2 separate regions of the Mus musculus genome follow, and region 1 is linked to region 2. Evidence: chromatin contacts called from public promoter capture Hi-C data. All regions are on one chromosome and are shown on one strand. Each heading gives the region's core, a stretch centred on a gene start, on an enhancer-like site or on the middle of the called end of the contact. The rest is flanking DNA. Distances are from core to core; before and after follow the strand shown.

The links. Promoter capture Hi-C pulls out the DNA fragments that hold promoters and counts their contacts.
Region 1: a promoter capture Hi-C map of pre-B cells shows a contact between it and region 2. The contact joins the enhancer-like site here to the promoter of Jade2 in region 2. A contact is called at or near these places in 5 of 39 promoter capture datasets (the C10 cell line, the HPC-7 cell line, cranial neural crest and 1 more), 1 of 484 Hi-C or Micro-C datasets (CD4 T cells) and 4 of 115 datasets of contacts at active chromatin or transcription factors (craniofacial prominence, double positive thymocytes, forebrain and 1 more).

Annotation. Positions count from the first base shown.
Region 1 is chr11:52,263,985-52,271,198 of GRCm38.p6, reverse strand. The region is part of intron 3 of Tcf7 (transcription factor 7, T cell specific); the gene reads left to right. Among named protein-coding and RNA genes, the nearest start is that of Tcf7, 15 kb to the left of the region's middle. Within about 2 kb of position 2,503, at least 64 of the 459 cell types and tissues checked have an H3K27ac peak or open chromatin away from gene starts, as enhancers often do. A contact at or near this core is called in the HPC-7 cell line, double positive thymocytes and pre-B cells, where this site is marked.
Region 2 is chr11:51,855,610-51,862,669 of GRCm38.p6, reverse strand. It overlaps Jade2 (jade family PHD finger 2), which reads left to right and starts at 5,002. Exons shown (of 13, transcript NM_001357588.2): 1 at 5,002-5,359. The coding sequence starts at 5,232. Gm30110 (a long non-coding RNA gene) reads right to left here. Exons shown (of 2, transcript XR_388628.2): 1 at 6,947-7,060; 2 at 6,073-6,749. Gm39820 (a long non-coding RNA gene) reads left to right here. Exons shown (of 3, transcript XR_879830.3): 3 at 300-362.

The DNA of each region.
Region 1 (7,214 bases), core at 1,254-3,753, 410 kb before region 2:
AAAATAAACAAATCTTTTTTAAAAAAAAAAAAAGAAAAGAAAAAAAGAAACCTGTAGGTTCCAAGTCCTTGCCTGGCTTGCTGGAAGCCTCCCTAGGTTTGGTTCAGTTCCTGGCACCACATAACCTGGGTAGAGTGGAAGATACCTCTGATCCTAGACAAGAGGATCAGACATTCAGGGTCATCCTCTACTATGAAGTGAGTTCAAGGCCAAGGCTACACAAGGCCCTGTTTTGTTTTGTTGTTTTGTTGGTCATGTATATTTGCAACCACAGTGCCAGGGAGGCAGACACAGACTGACCCTGGAGCGCTCTAGCCAGCCAGACTCTCTGGGCAGCTCTGGCTTTATTGAGAGAGACCCTGTCTCAGAAAATAGAAAACAAGGAAATCTTTGACCTCTGGCTGCCATATACATGCATACATTTGTGCACACAGGCACATATATATAAGCACGTGTGCACGCGCGCGCGCACACACACACACACACACACACACACAGCGAGTTCTATCATTGCTAGGGAAACTGAGGCTGAGAGAGGTAGTTGGTGGTCAGGATTTGGATGTGGCTCTTCCCCTGCTGTCCGAGCTCCCTGCTGCATGGCTCCCTTGGTTCTAAAACGTGAGGGATAGGGCCAGTGCTGGCTGTGGAGCTGCGTGGCTCTCCTCTGACCCCAAGAAGAGACTAGGGCTCAGCCTGCACTCCAGGCTCTGGGCCTGAGCTGGCTTTCTCCCTGCACACCTGGCATGGTCTGTCCTCCCAGGGTGAAGAGGGCTGCACTTCATGATTGAGAGACATGAGTCCATGTCTCCCTCCCCAACCCCCCAAGAAAATGTCAACAAGAAACAGTTTGTAAATGACCTTTAAGGTTGAGCCAGGTTTGGTGTGTGGCAGAAGATGGTTAGAAATTATCTGCTGTGGAGTTTTCTTTGCCAGCTTGGTCCTCACTTAGCCCAAAGTCTGCTGCCTGGCCTCTCTGGCTTGAAGTTTCCGAGGCTCCGAGTCCTTAGGAAAAGCTGGGCAAAGGAGATGGTGAGCAATCCAAGGCCTGGGTGTGACACCTATGAACAAACTTCTTGAGAGCCAGAGCCTCCTGCCAGCCTCATGGGGACATTTTGAGGACAATGTTTTTTAACTGTCCCTTGTGGTTACTGCAGGCCAGAGAGGAGTTCAGAAGCCTGGCCTGATTGTGAGCAGGCAATGGTCCAAAGGACTTTGAGGACCGGCATTCCCAACTTGGCACGGAGTTGGCTTTCCTGAAAAGCCTTTGTCTAGGGACAGGGCTTGCTTTTGTCGTTTCATTCTCTTTTTGATCTTAAGTACAAAAAGAATATTAGCAAACACTCACCTAGGCCTCGACATGTCCCACTAGCTCATGGGCATTTTATAGACACGAAGTGTGGACACCAAGAGACTTGCCCTGAGCAAGTGTTGGAGGGGTGACTTGAACCCACCTCCTTCACAGTGCCCTGCCTCTCTGTAGGCAGCATTCCTGGGACAGACAGCCGGGTGCTTTTGGCTCCCCCATGCTTCTGCCTCCATGCTGTTGGGTAGGGGCGCTTCCTACAGGTGAGCTGTAGTGCAGTTTTACATGAGCCCCTAGCTCAGCTTCCAGAGGGGCTTCAGCTCAGACCCTGTGGCGGTTGGAATGGCACAGCCCTACCTCTGCTTATTATACTGGGCGTAGGGGCTATGGCAGCACTCCAGGGCTGGGAGCCTGCTTCTAGCAACTTCTTTCTGCTCCTTGTCTTGTGACCTTGTGGATGAAATGGCTGGATTGAGTCTACACAGAGCTCCTGGGCCTTAACCCAAAGGAGCTTCAAGGGTCAGACCAGAAGGAGCAGCCTTGTGTGGCCTCCAGGCAAAACTGTCTTCTTGAGGCAGGCTAGGCAGCCCAGGTGACTTGGGGGCCCCATGCTGTCCTTCATGGACTAAACTGGGACAAGAGGTCTTCAGGTCTCTCTTCCCCACATTCTTACTACTGCCCACCATCTTCCCGTCGTCTTCTTCTGAGCTCCACAGGCTACACAGTCAAGACCCTGTCTCAGAAGCAGCCAGTGAGATTGATTTGCAGAGGGCTCCCAGCATAAGTGCTGCCCGTGAGCTCTGGCCAAGAGCGCGAGGGCTGGACTCAGATCCAGACCGGTCACTGCTGGCCGTAAGACTTGAGTGGCTCACCAGAATGTTCTGTGCTTCACCATCCTCATCTGTAGAATCTTTGTGCACAACACAGTGTCTTGTGAAGACCGGTAGAAGTCTGGCACAAGGTGGAACTCTGTAGACTGCTGAACACACAGCCAGCCATTGCTGGACTGGCAGAGACCACCAGCTTCAAGTCTGTACCTTGCTTCCTTCCTATTCTGGGCCCTGCATCTCTACAAAGCCTCCAGCTGTGCCCCCAGGGCCCAAACCTGCTGACATGCCTCCCTCTCCCCATTGCTAGGCCCAGACAGCATTGAGGCGAGGCCGAGGCGGCATCCATGGTGGGAGGAGCAAAGCTACTGCCTGGGCTTGGGGCTTGCCCAGCCCTGCACTGCTTGCAGACTCCCCAGACAGGGTGTTTGTAGTGCTAGCTAGCAGCTCAGCTGCAGCAGCTCCCGGAAGCTTACATTTTCCTCTAAAAACATCCTGTCCTGAGGGGCGTTTACCTCAAAGAGGAGGAAGGAAAACACAAGCAGACAAATGCATAGAACCCACAAGAGGCCATGGGCAAGGCCACTCAGCTTATGAGGGTTCAGCTGAGTCTAATGGTGCCGCTCTGTTGGGCAGAGAAACCACAGGTTTGCCAAGGCTGCATGCAGGGACTCTGGTCCTCACCTCCAGTGAGGCAGGTCCATTATCTGATGTTGGGGCCAGGAGGCTAGTGGACTAGCCACATGCTGTCAGCAGGTTCTGCAACCATGGCAACCTTGTTGCCAACAGGTGGCTCTAAAGTCTCCTCTTGGTCTAGGGTGTGGCCCAGCTGTCCCCCAGCCCTCTCAGCTCTGCTGGTTCTAAGGCCATGGCCCTGGTTCTGTAGTAGGTATCTGGCACAGGGTGTTGGTGAGACACTTACAGGTTGTCATGCCTTGGGCAGTAGAACCTGCGGCCAGAGCTGGGAACTAAAGGAGCACAGCCTGCTCCTCTCAGCCAGTCTGAAGTATGCCTGCAGAAGAGGGTCTGTGGAAACGTGCAGGTCCAGCTCTGGTCGACGTCATTTGCAGGACCCCCCTGCAAACTGGGACGCTCACTCTCATGGGCTCAGGCACTGGCGAGCATTCCACTCAGGAGCTAGTCAGACTCCCAAGCACACACAAGTTGCTGCTGCTGACGATGACTGGGTGTGGAGATAAGATGTGAGCACTGAGGAAACTGTTGCAGGGGCTACCACTGGACTGTTTTGGGGCACTTAGCTGAGGATGAAGTCAGCCTGCAGTGTCCCCAGATGAGGCTTGGGCTTCTGTCTGTGTGTACCTTTTCTAATTAGAGCAAAACGCCATCTGAACTAGTGGCAGGTCTGATTGTGACTATGGTCATTGTCATTCTCAGAGTGCCTCAGGTGGTTAGGGTGTAGAAAGGAGAAAAGGAAGGGGCTCGGATGCCAGATGGACCCCTGACCCTAAAGTGGTCCCAGTTTCTGTATGCTGCCATAACACTAGATGAAGCCCCAGACTTCCCCAGGGCAGCAAGTCTCTTTGAACGTGTGCAAACCACGTGTGCAGGTTGGTTTCATCTGCACCACTTTCAGAGAACCAACCTGGGTCCTAGATTTAGTTCAGTGACAAAAATGAAAGGCATAGTCCCAGAACACAGGGAGGAGAGAAGGTGGGTGAAGACACAAGAAGGTACCAGCCATGTGTAGAGAGTCGAAAAGTTCTCTGAGGGCTGGAGAGATGGCTCAGCGGTTAAGAGCACTGGCTGCTCTTTTGAAGGTCCTGAGTTCAAATCCAACCAGCCACTTGGTGGTTCAAGACCAACTGTAATGAGATCTGACGCTCTTCTGGTGTGTCTGAAGATGGCTACAGTGTACTCACATACAATAAATAAATCTTTTTTTTTTTTTTTTTTTTTTTTGGTTTTTCGAGACAGGGTTTCTCTGTGTAGCCCTGGCTGTCCTGGAACTCACTTTGTAGACCAGGCTGGCCTTGAAAAGGAAGGAAGGAAGAAGGAAAGAAAGGGAAAGAAAAGAAAAGAAAAGAAAAGAAAAGAAAAGAAAAGAAAAGGTCTCCCAGAAGCAGTCTCCTCGATATGAGGCAGGAAAGAGCACTCCAGTTTTTGGTGGCTGGTACGAAGAGTGAGAAAAGGAAAGTTTAGAGGGGTGTGGCTAGCCAGCATCCTTGATGACAAGGATCCTTGAAGGGTCCCCAAGGCTCTGTGCTGTAGATGTCATTCTCTCCTCACAGAGCCTCGCTTCAGTGCCTGCCTCAGATGGTCCCTAGGGGCCACTCCCAGCTCTGTAATAGGAGCTGGAGACAGCCCCCTCTCCTGAGGGACAGTGGAGAGTGTAGTGGGATGTGCAGGAATTTGGGGCACCAAGGGTTTCCCAGACCTTGTGAGTGCAAAGCCTGGAGAGGCAGCGATGCCCAGCTCTCTAGGATGCTCAGGCAGTTGCGTGCCAAGCTGGCTGACCCTTATTTAGGTTAGAGGTGGTCATAGGTCTGTGTGGGAGCCAGCATGATAAGGAGCAGTAGGAGCTGTGGAGTCTCTCGGGGGTGGGAAGAGGCATTGAGACAGAGATCTGGGTGTTTAGGCAGACAGGAGCATGCCCAGGGTGGGCACAGAGATATGCTAGGGCCTCAGGGGGCATATACCAGCTTTCACTGTCAGGTTGGTTTCTGGCGACTCCTTTTAGAGCCAGGGGAACATGGGCTCAGCACAGTGTATGTAAGCTAGCCAGGTTGAAGGGAGAGATTGGTACAGCCTCCTTTGTCCCCCAGCCTCTCACTCTGTCCATGGTAATCACAGGTCTTTGCACTGTAGCTATTAGCAGCTGAGCTCTGGCTGTGACCTTATGCTTCAGTTTCCTTCCCTGCCAGTGGTGATAGCCACTGTGCCTGCATGGTACGTCTGCTTGAAGCGGTGTGTCTGGTGCTCAGAACTGCGCCTGCCGGGAGGGAGGGCAACATTCAGTTATTAGCAGGTGCTGCTTGTAGCCTCAGACATTCTTTGCCTGACACAAGCTAGGAACTCGGGGACACATCCTGATACTTGTTTGCTTATGGGTCCTAGGTGTTTGGGGACGCTTCTTTTGGCTCTGCCTCTGCCACAGGGCTTTCTTGAGAGGATCTGTTCTTCTACCCCCATCAAGCTTGAGGCCAGAGGAAATAGCAACTTTCTTCGCTGGGAAAGTGTTGTGGGGCTCAAGAGCTTGGGGGTTTTCAGAGTCAACCGTCAGAGGCAAGGGAGTTTCTCTGCTAGTGGTGACAGGGGCTCTCAGAGAGCTCTCAGCCTGTGAGCAGACCGCTGCGGTCTGCAGGGAAAATGCCGACTGTGTTTATTTTTTACCTGAACCTGCAGGAAGTGGGAGGCTAGGGACAGCCTAGCTGGGCCCAAGCTCAGCTCTGAAACAGAGACCTGCTCAGGGCTCCCCGTTTCTACTCTGCACAGCCTTGCCCGGAGATGATAGCCAGGCTAGGTTTCAGAAGATCCCTTTGGGACAGTAGCCGCGGGTGGGTGTGGGAGAGTCTGGGATATGCCAGCAGCAGGAAGGACCTCCTTGTTGGGGGGTGGGGGGTGGGGAGCTGGTCACCAGGTGGCCAGCAGGCTAGATAGGTCCTGGCAGGAATAGCAGGGTAGCTGCAGGCATCCCTGAGTCCTGGACCTGTCCTGGAGTGCCCCAGGCAGGTGGGAGCAGCTGCCAGGGCTCCAGCAAGGCGAGGAGTGGGGACGTGGAGTGGCTGATGCGGCAGAAGCACTAAGTGCAGTTGGGTCTCTACCTGCTGTATGCAGGTTTATGTCCCACTGCGTCCTTCCCCTAGTAAGGAGATGAGGGATTCTGCTGTTGAGGTGCTCAGTGCCTGGTGGGAACAGTTAACCCAGACCTGCCTCCTTCCCTTGGAGGCTAGGGACAGTCACCTGAAGGCAGATGAGGGAGGAGGGCTCAAGTCCCTGAACTTTCGGTGCAGGCACCAAGCCCTAGGCAACCCCACCCTGTTGTCTGGGAAGTCTGGCGCTGAGACAGTCTTGTACTGAAGCCCTGGAGCGGGACGTTCTGCTGGCCTAAGGGGGCAAGGAGCCTTGTGGCAGACGGTTCCCCCTGGCTAGCAGCAGGGCGAGGAGGCAGACTATGTGAGCTTGGGAAGAACTAGCCAGGACCTCTAGCTGCTGCTGGGTTCTGTGCCCCACCCAGTACTTCTGTGGTCTGTCTGCAGACTTCTGATTAATAAGGCTTTCCCCCCAAAACCAGGAAACACAGGTAGGCAGTACAGGCCCATCATCCCCAGGACCCCCAACTGCTACACACACACACACACACACACACACACACAGAGAGAGAGAGAGAGAGAGAGAGAGAGAGAGAGAGAGAGAGAGAGAAAGAAGGCAGGAGTCACACACAAACAAACACTGTAGGCAGGAGTTGTAAGCTGAGCTGGTTTTCTGAGGCGTCTTCAGGCCAGCCGGAGCTGCACTGTACCCTGGGGCTCAGGAGGCAAAGCTGGGCTTGGGGGCTTTAGGCAGTATGAGGGGTGCAGTGCGGTGAGGTCCGAGTTGCCACCAGGCTGCTTGCTACCTGCCACTGTCTTGGAATCTGTGAGGATGAAAAAGACCTTAAAGATTGTCAGGAAGCTTCCTGTCATAAAGGGCCTTAGCAGGTGCTCCTCAAAATTAGGACAAAGCTTGGTTTAAGACTGATAGGTGGGAGCCAGGCGGTGGTGGTTCACGCCTTTAGTCCCAGCACTAGGCAGAGGCAGGCGGATTTCTGAGTTCAAGGCCAGCCTGGTCTTACAGAGTGAGTTTCAGGACAGCCAGGACTATACAGAGAGACCCTGTCTTGAAAAACAAACAAACAAAAGACTGATAGGTGGGCAGGTTGTCACTCGATCCCAGGAGTTGAGAGAGGCTGCCCAGGATCTTGGCGTGCCAGGACCAGGAAATGGTCAGCACGCCTGGAGCTTCCAGGCTCCCTTCACACCATCGTATACCTCAAAACTTAACCAGTGGGACTCCTGGACACTGTAGGTGATGCTGTCGCTAGGGAGCTGGGGGTGGTCACACAGCTCTCACCAGGTAAGGAGACA
Region 2 (7,060 bases), core at 3,753-6,252:
TGCCAGGATGACCTTGAACTCCTGGCTCTCCTCCACCAGCCCCCCCATCCCCCCGTAGGTGGTAAGAGAGTTGGTGTGAGCCACCATACTGAAGCCCTTGAAGTAAGTTCTATGAATTACAAAGAAATCTAATTTTACTGAAATGCAACTCTCAAGATATTTTCAAAATGTGTAACACACTAATATGTGTGCTTTATTAAATTACAAGTGCAGCATAATTTGAAGTAGTGATGTGTAATGGCATTCTAGGGTATTAGTAACAACTGTAATGGTTGTAAAATACCTGTGATTCCTACCAGGAACCATGTCACAGGTGCACTTAATATCGAAGATTTATTGTCCTTATTTATAATTGAAGAACATGCTGCATTTTACTGATGGAAATGAAGATGTGACCGTTTCGCCCATCAAAAGTCAAGGCCCCTGAATTCTACCCACAGACTTATGGAGGTGAGTACCCCTAAACTCCAGGTTAAGAAGCTTTGGTTCATAACGCACCCTCTACACACACACACACACACACACACACACACACACACACACACACACTCACTTGGCATCTTCTCAGATCATCAGATTTAAAACTGTACCCCTTAGATATGATGCCGTCTTCTGGCCTCTGCAGGCACTGCACATACACAAAACACAGACATACATGCACACAAGACATCCATAAACATAAAATAAAAATAAATCTAAGTCGGGTAGTGGTGGCCCATGCCTTTAATCCCAGCACTCGGGAGGCAGAGGCAGGCAGATTTCTGAGTTCGAGGCCAGCCTGGTCTACAGAGTGAGTTCCAGGACAGTCAGGGCTACACAGAGAAACCCTGTCTCGAAAAAAGAGAAAAAGAAAAAAAAATCTAAAAAAAATTAAAATTGTACCTTATACTGTTGTGATTTGCAATTGAACTTTTCACTGTAGCACTTAATTATCTTCAAACACACCAACACATATCTGTAATCCCAGCATTTGGGATTGCAGAGAATTTGAGGGTAGCCTGGGTTACACAGTGAGTTTGAGGCTAGTCTTGGCTCACAATTGATTATTTGTTTACTTGTCTGTTTGTTTGTTTATTTTCAGGGCTGGAGAGATTGCTCTTGCAGGGGACAGGAGTTTTGTTCCTAGAATTCAGGTCAAGTAGCTGACAGAGCCTATAATTTCAGCTCTAGAGTTTCTCATGCCCTCTTCTGGTCTCCACAGGTACCTTGCATTCACACAGATATCCACACACAGGCACACACATACACATAACTAAAACTAGAACACAATTAAAATTTTTCTTCCTCCCTTTCTCTCTCTCTCTCTCTCTTTTTTTTTTTTTTTTTGCTGAGAGGTGGGGCAGGCTATTCCGTTCAACCTGTTATGTCTTGGTTAAGTTGAATTCTCTGTGTAGCCCAGGCTAGCTTTTAACTCTTGGCAATCCTCCTGTCTCAGCTTCCCAAGTTCTGAGATTATAGGTGTGAACCATGATGGCTGGCTAGACAGATTTCCTATTTGTTTAATTAAGCTATGTACATAATGAATTAAAATCAGTCTCACTGTTATTTTGTTAGCAGGTCCAACGTTAGCCTTGGACAGTAACACAAAGCTCTACGGAATCCAAGGACTGAAGGGGATTTGGGTTCTAAGCCAGTGGCATTTCCTAAGGACTGTTTAGGGGCCCTGGTTTGGCCCCCAGTTAGAAAACTATGTCAAGGACTAAATAGAGCTGCTGTTCTCGCAGAGATCAATCATAATGTGACTAGGTAATAGCATGACTTTTCTCCGGCGTGTAGTAAAAGCAAAGGGTAATGACACCAGTGCCAAGGTCACCTGCACTTAGGTGTCCCCTCACCACTGCGGGCCTTAGAAACTATCGAGTTTCTAAGGCTTTTCTCAAGAGGCTAATGGGCTTTTGTGGGAATGAAGTGGACCAGCTTGCACACGGGGCACAGAAGGAAACACATGCGCAGGAGGTATTCCTTCCCTCATCATCTCTCTAGGTCATTTTACGGTTCCTTGACAAGACATTTTTCCATTCCAGTTCATGGGCTCCCAATGGCCAAGGCAAACAGCTTGTCCTGTCCTCTCCTGCACAGACATCCCACCCCATCCCCCAGGCCAAAGACCAAATCTGTGGGTCACTTTAGACTCTGCCTCTGTGTATTGTGTCTCTACCTTCATGCCGGATTCATGGCTGACAGTTATCGGGACCTTGACCACTGTTTCTGACCAGTTCCTTTCCTAGTCCTCTTTCTGTCCACACTGGAGTTCTTGTATGTATCCTCAAGGGAAAGGCTGAGAGACAGCATTGTCCTCTTGTTCTTGCCTAACGTGGGTTCAATCATAAGCAACAACAGCAAAAAGAAAAGGCAGGGGCTAGCGATGGGGCTCGGTAGTTAGGAACACTTGCTGCACTCCCAAAGGACCTGAGTTCAGGTCTCAATCATACACATTAGGTGGCTCACAAGCATCTGTAACCCCAGCTACAGAAAGCATCCCATGCCTCTGGCCTGCCTCACCTGCCTGCATCCCTATCTGCCCATGTGCAGACACATAATTAAAAATAGGTGCACATACAACTACACATCATTAAAATAATTGGGGAAGAAAAGAGTTTATAAGAAAGAAGACATGAGCAAAGCACTCACGTGAGCTGCACTCTTAGCCTGGTCCTGCCTTACTTAGAGGGAATGTAAATTTACATATTCACATACATGGGTATGCGTGTGCTCATGTGGTCTCTGTAATCTTCTGCTCACCAAGGTGAAAACAGATCCAGAGAGATGTATTCACTGATCTGCCTCACACAGCCTTCTGAGCAGAAAAGCCAGGATTAGAAGCCATTAACCTCTCGGTTGGGCACTCCCAGCCTCCAACACGTGTTAGCAGACATTGACCTTGGCCTGGGAAAATCTTCTCAGTGGACCTCTGAGAACCAGAGTTAGGGCTAACTGTGAGGTGCTGATGAGCCAGCCCTTCCTCTTGCCAGACAGGCCTCTTTTAGACTTTGTGAATGAAGGCCAAAGAAGAGAAGTTCTGCTGGTGGCTTCCTTGAGTTCTCCTGCTGCAGAAAGCTCTTGGTTCCTCATGTCCCTCTTTGTTGCAGAGACAATCTCCCTGTCAGAGGATCTGAGCTGTTTTGAGTTTGTTCATTATTAGATTTATTTCTCCTATAAGCAAATGTGTTCACAACATTCCGTCGGGGAATCTTCTTAATTGTCACATAAATGTCATCTTATGTAAATTGAATATTTATCTTTGCATGCAAGGGGGTTTGGGGGTGGAGGGGAAAGGAAAAATAAACAAACTTCAGTCTTGGAAAGGGAAAGGGATTTGAAACTCATCCACCTGCCTTCAAAAACAAAGGTGAGTTGGGGGGGAAATCATTGGATTATCTTGGAAGGGGTAGAATACATTGGCAAGGGTGAGAAGAGATGCCTTAGGGATGCTGGAGATGAGAGATGCCTTAGGGTTGCAGGGCCAGGCTTCCCCAAACCTCAGTCCAAAGCTAGCCAACCTCCCCAGCTGGAGCATTCCCAGGAGGCAAAAGGTTGCCCCCCACGTGCCTACCCCTCCAGGAGGCCTGCCCTTTTCCTTCCTAGAGAGAAGGTGAGCTCCCCAGGCACAGCGGGTTGGGTGGGTGTGGCCCGCAGCTCAGGGAACCGACCCAAGGCTCCGCCACTGCCGGCTAGCCGCCCGACAGCCCGCCCGCCTGGCGAGCGCAGGCTCTTCTTCCAGAAACTGCGAGGATTGGAGAGCACTGTTTGTGCACCACAAGGTCAAGTCGGGAAGTGGAGTCGGAGGAGGAGGGGCGAGAACGAGAGGGTGGGGAGAGGGGCGCCCCGCTTCTCTGCCAAGTACCAGCCCTGGGAAGTTGCCCCTCGGTTTTTAACCCTTTGCGGCTATAAGATGCACGAGGCAGAAGGAAGGGGGTACCCCGGGGCAAACTCCTCCTGAGGCTAGGACATGTTGCCACCCTGCTAGCCACCCACCCATCACAGTGCGCCTCACCCCCCCTCCGGAAATGCAGGGCAGCACCAGGCGCCAGGAGGCACCCGCGAGGGGGAGGGGGCAACAAGCCCAAGAAGGGACCCCCTCCCCTTAAGGACAGCCCCTCTCTTCCGGAGGTCGCCCACAATTTCAACTTTCCCTGCCTAGGATGCTAGTTTGCATTTGGTGTGGGTGGGGGAGGAGGACCGCGCCCCCTCCCCCAGCCCCTTGCGCGCCCCTCCCCTGCACTCCTGCCAGCACTTTCTGCTCACTTCTGGCGCTGCAAAAAACGCCACGCGATTTATTCGATTTCGATTTTAAAACCAGTGATTCCGAAACCGGGCGGAGGGCGAGGGTCTTCCAGCACCAGAGTCCCTGGGGGTGGGGCGGGCGAGCTGGGTACTCCGTGCAAGCCTCGTTTCCTCCGCGAGTGTCGCCTCCAAGCTGTTATTTGCAAAGAAACGTCTTTTTGACGCAGGGAGAAATGGCAAATTTTAAGTACGTCATTAATATGGCGCCAAAAGATTTTTTTAAGTATAAGCTTGCTTTTTTTTTTTTTTAAAGGTTGTGGGGGGCTCCGCCTGGGTCTGGGGCGCGAAGGGGGCGGGGTGTGAGCAGAAAGTGTGAGTGAGCGAGTGGAGGGGCGGGGTATGTGTGTGAGTGTGTGAAGTGTGAGCCGACCTGATGGGACTTGCACGGGCTCAGCCGGCGCTCGGGCCCGGCCCTGGGGACAGGGCGGGTTGGGGGCGCCCCGGAGTCCACGAGGAGTCCGGGCCCGCGTGCAGGCGGGCGGGTGACCGTGTAGGGCACCCCCCCGGGGGGGCCGCAACGCTACCTGGGACTGTCGCCGGAGCCAAACAACTGGGAAGGGGGGGGGGAACACGACAGGGGGGTGCCGGGAGCGGAGATCCGAGTGAATTAGAAAAAAGTGGCTACTCCCCCTCCCTCTCTTCTTGCCCGCCCCCACCCCACCCCACCCCCACCCCAACACATTTTTTCCCCCTCTAAAGAGATCACAAGGAAGTCTTGGTTTAAAAAGAAACAGAAACATACACAGGGGGTTGGTGAATGGTGCCGACCGCGGCCATCGCAGTTGGAGGCTATTTTTTTGGGGGGTGAGTAGCGTCCATGGAGTTACTTTGCGCCCACTCCTAGTGGCACCAGCTCTGAGCTGGAGGGCTGACCATCTTCCCAGCAGGGGTGCGGGGCTTGGGGGGCGCCGCGGCCCGGTCGCCTCCCTCGCCACGACCCCGGATGGATGCGCGCCCCCCGCCCTCCCGCGCCGGCCCCAGGAGCTCCTGGCTTCGGGAGCATCCTTCCCGCGCCGGCCCCCGCCGCCGCGCGTAGCCGAGGGCAGCGCCCCTCGGGAGGGCACCGCGGAGCAAGGTAAGAGCCAGCCCCCAGCGGATGGGCCCTGCGCATCTCCACGGCATTATTTTGTGGGCTTTTTTTTTTTTTCAACAGATCTGCCAGTGCTCCTCGCTCCCTCTCTCTTGCTCGCTCGCTCCCTCTCTCGCTGGCTGCCTGTTCTAGGAAGCCAGCGCGGGGGGTGGGGGGGGGGGACGCACAGCACTGGGGAGAGAGATTGCGCATGTTGGTCAGCCGTGTTTTAAAGAGTACAGTGCGGGGAGGCTGAGAGGGGCGCATGCAACAACTTTTGGAAGGGTGAGCCTGGCGACCTTCTTTATTAATGACTGCGGCAAAGCGCCCCTGGGCCGGCGAGGGGGCGCGGGCGGGTGGGGGCGCTGGGGCTGCAACTTGCCTCGCGGGCTCCGGCCGGCCCGAGGGGCTGCGGCGCTACCGGGGTGCGGGGTGGGGAGGCTGAGTGGCGGGCACCGGGGCACGGGAAACCTGGAGCTATCTGCCCTTCTGTCTCCCGAGTTTCATTTTGTTGATACGCAGCACGTCCGGGTGCCGAACCGGGCTGAGCCGATGCACATGACCCCGCACTGGGCTCACGTGCAGCCGGTCCAGTCCTAGACACCTTCCGGGGGCCACCGCCTCCGCCCTGCGCCCCCTTTCCAGGCTGGGTGCACGAGGGAGCTGCACGCGGGGGCAGCATGCTCGGTTCTTGGGTTCAGAGGCATTGCACAAATTAGTTTTTTTTTTTTTTCTTCTTAAGGGGCGGGGGACAACGTTCCCAGGTGAGTGCTGGGTGCGCAGTCCAGGCAGCCAGGGTGCATACTGGGGTAGTGGACAGCAGCTCTCCGGTGCTGCGCGGGAGTCCGGTGGGGGAGAGGCACCGCGAGAGTGGAAATGTACCGGCGACGGCCGGAGCGGCGGGTGCGCGCTCGCGGGGCGACGGCAGGGGGCGTGGCCCTTGTTTACCTTCTCCCAACTCTGCTGGTTCGCGTCCCGCTTCAGGGACGACTCTGCAGCTCCCCCCTCTTCCCTCCGCCCTTACTAAAACTCTGGGTGGTACCTAAGAGCAGCAGACAAGTGGAGGGCCCTGCCTGGGACACACGCACCTGACCCCAAAATGAGTGACATTGCAGCCCCCGCCCCCACCAAACATTGCTGCAGTCCTTCTGCCGGATCCCCGGCCCCGCCCCGCCCCCGGCAGTGGCATCTTCCCGGCTCACCTCCTTCCTCCCTCTCCCTCCCTCCTTCCCACCCACTTGCCTGCGCCTGCGGAGCGGCTCTCGCTCGCCCACTCCCCGCCTGGGTGCAGACTTGTGGCTCCCCATGGTCCCTTCCCGCCCATCCCTGGGCTCTGAGACATCCCCTTCTCCGAGCAAGGGGTGATCCTGGGTCAGCTTGGAGACTCGTAGCTTTTCTGCCGGAGGGTGAGGACATCTGCAAAACCGGCTTGGAGGCTTTCCTCTACCTTCCAGAGAGGCCCAGCCAGCTCAGCCCGGTCCCTCTTCTGCACACCTCTGCCCCGCTCAGTACCCCCGCCCCCACCCCGGGCTCAGTTGCCCTTCCCCGAGTCCCCTAGACCCCTCCCCCGCCCCGGGCGTCAAGCCCACCCACCTCCTGGCACCGCCCCCGGCCCGAACCGCCTCTTGCCCTTCCTACGCCTGGGCCGGAGCCCCCCGCAGCCACCTCCGGCTCCTCCTCCCGGCTCCCGCGGTCGGAATCACGCCG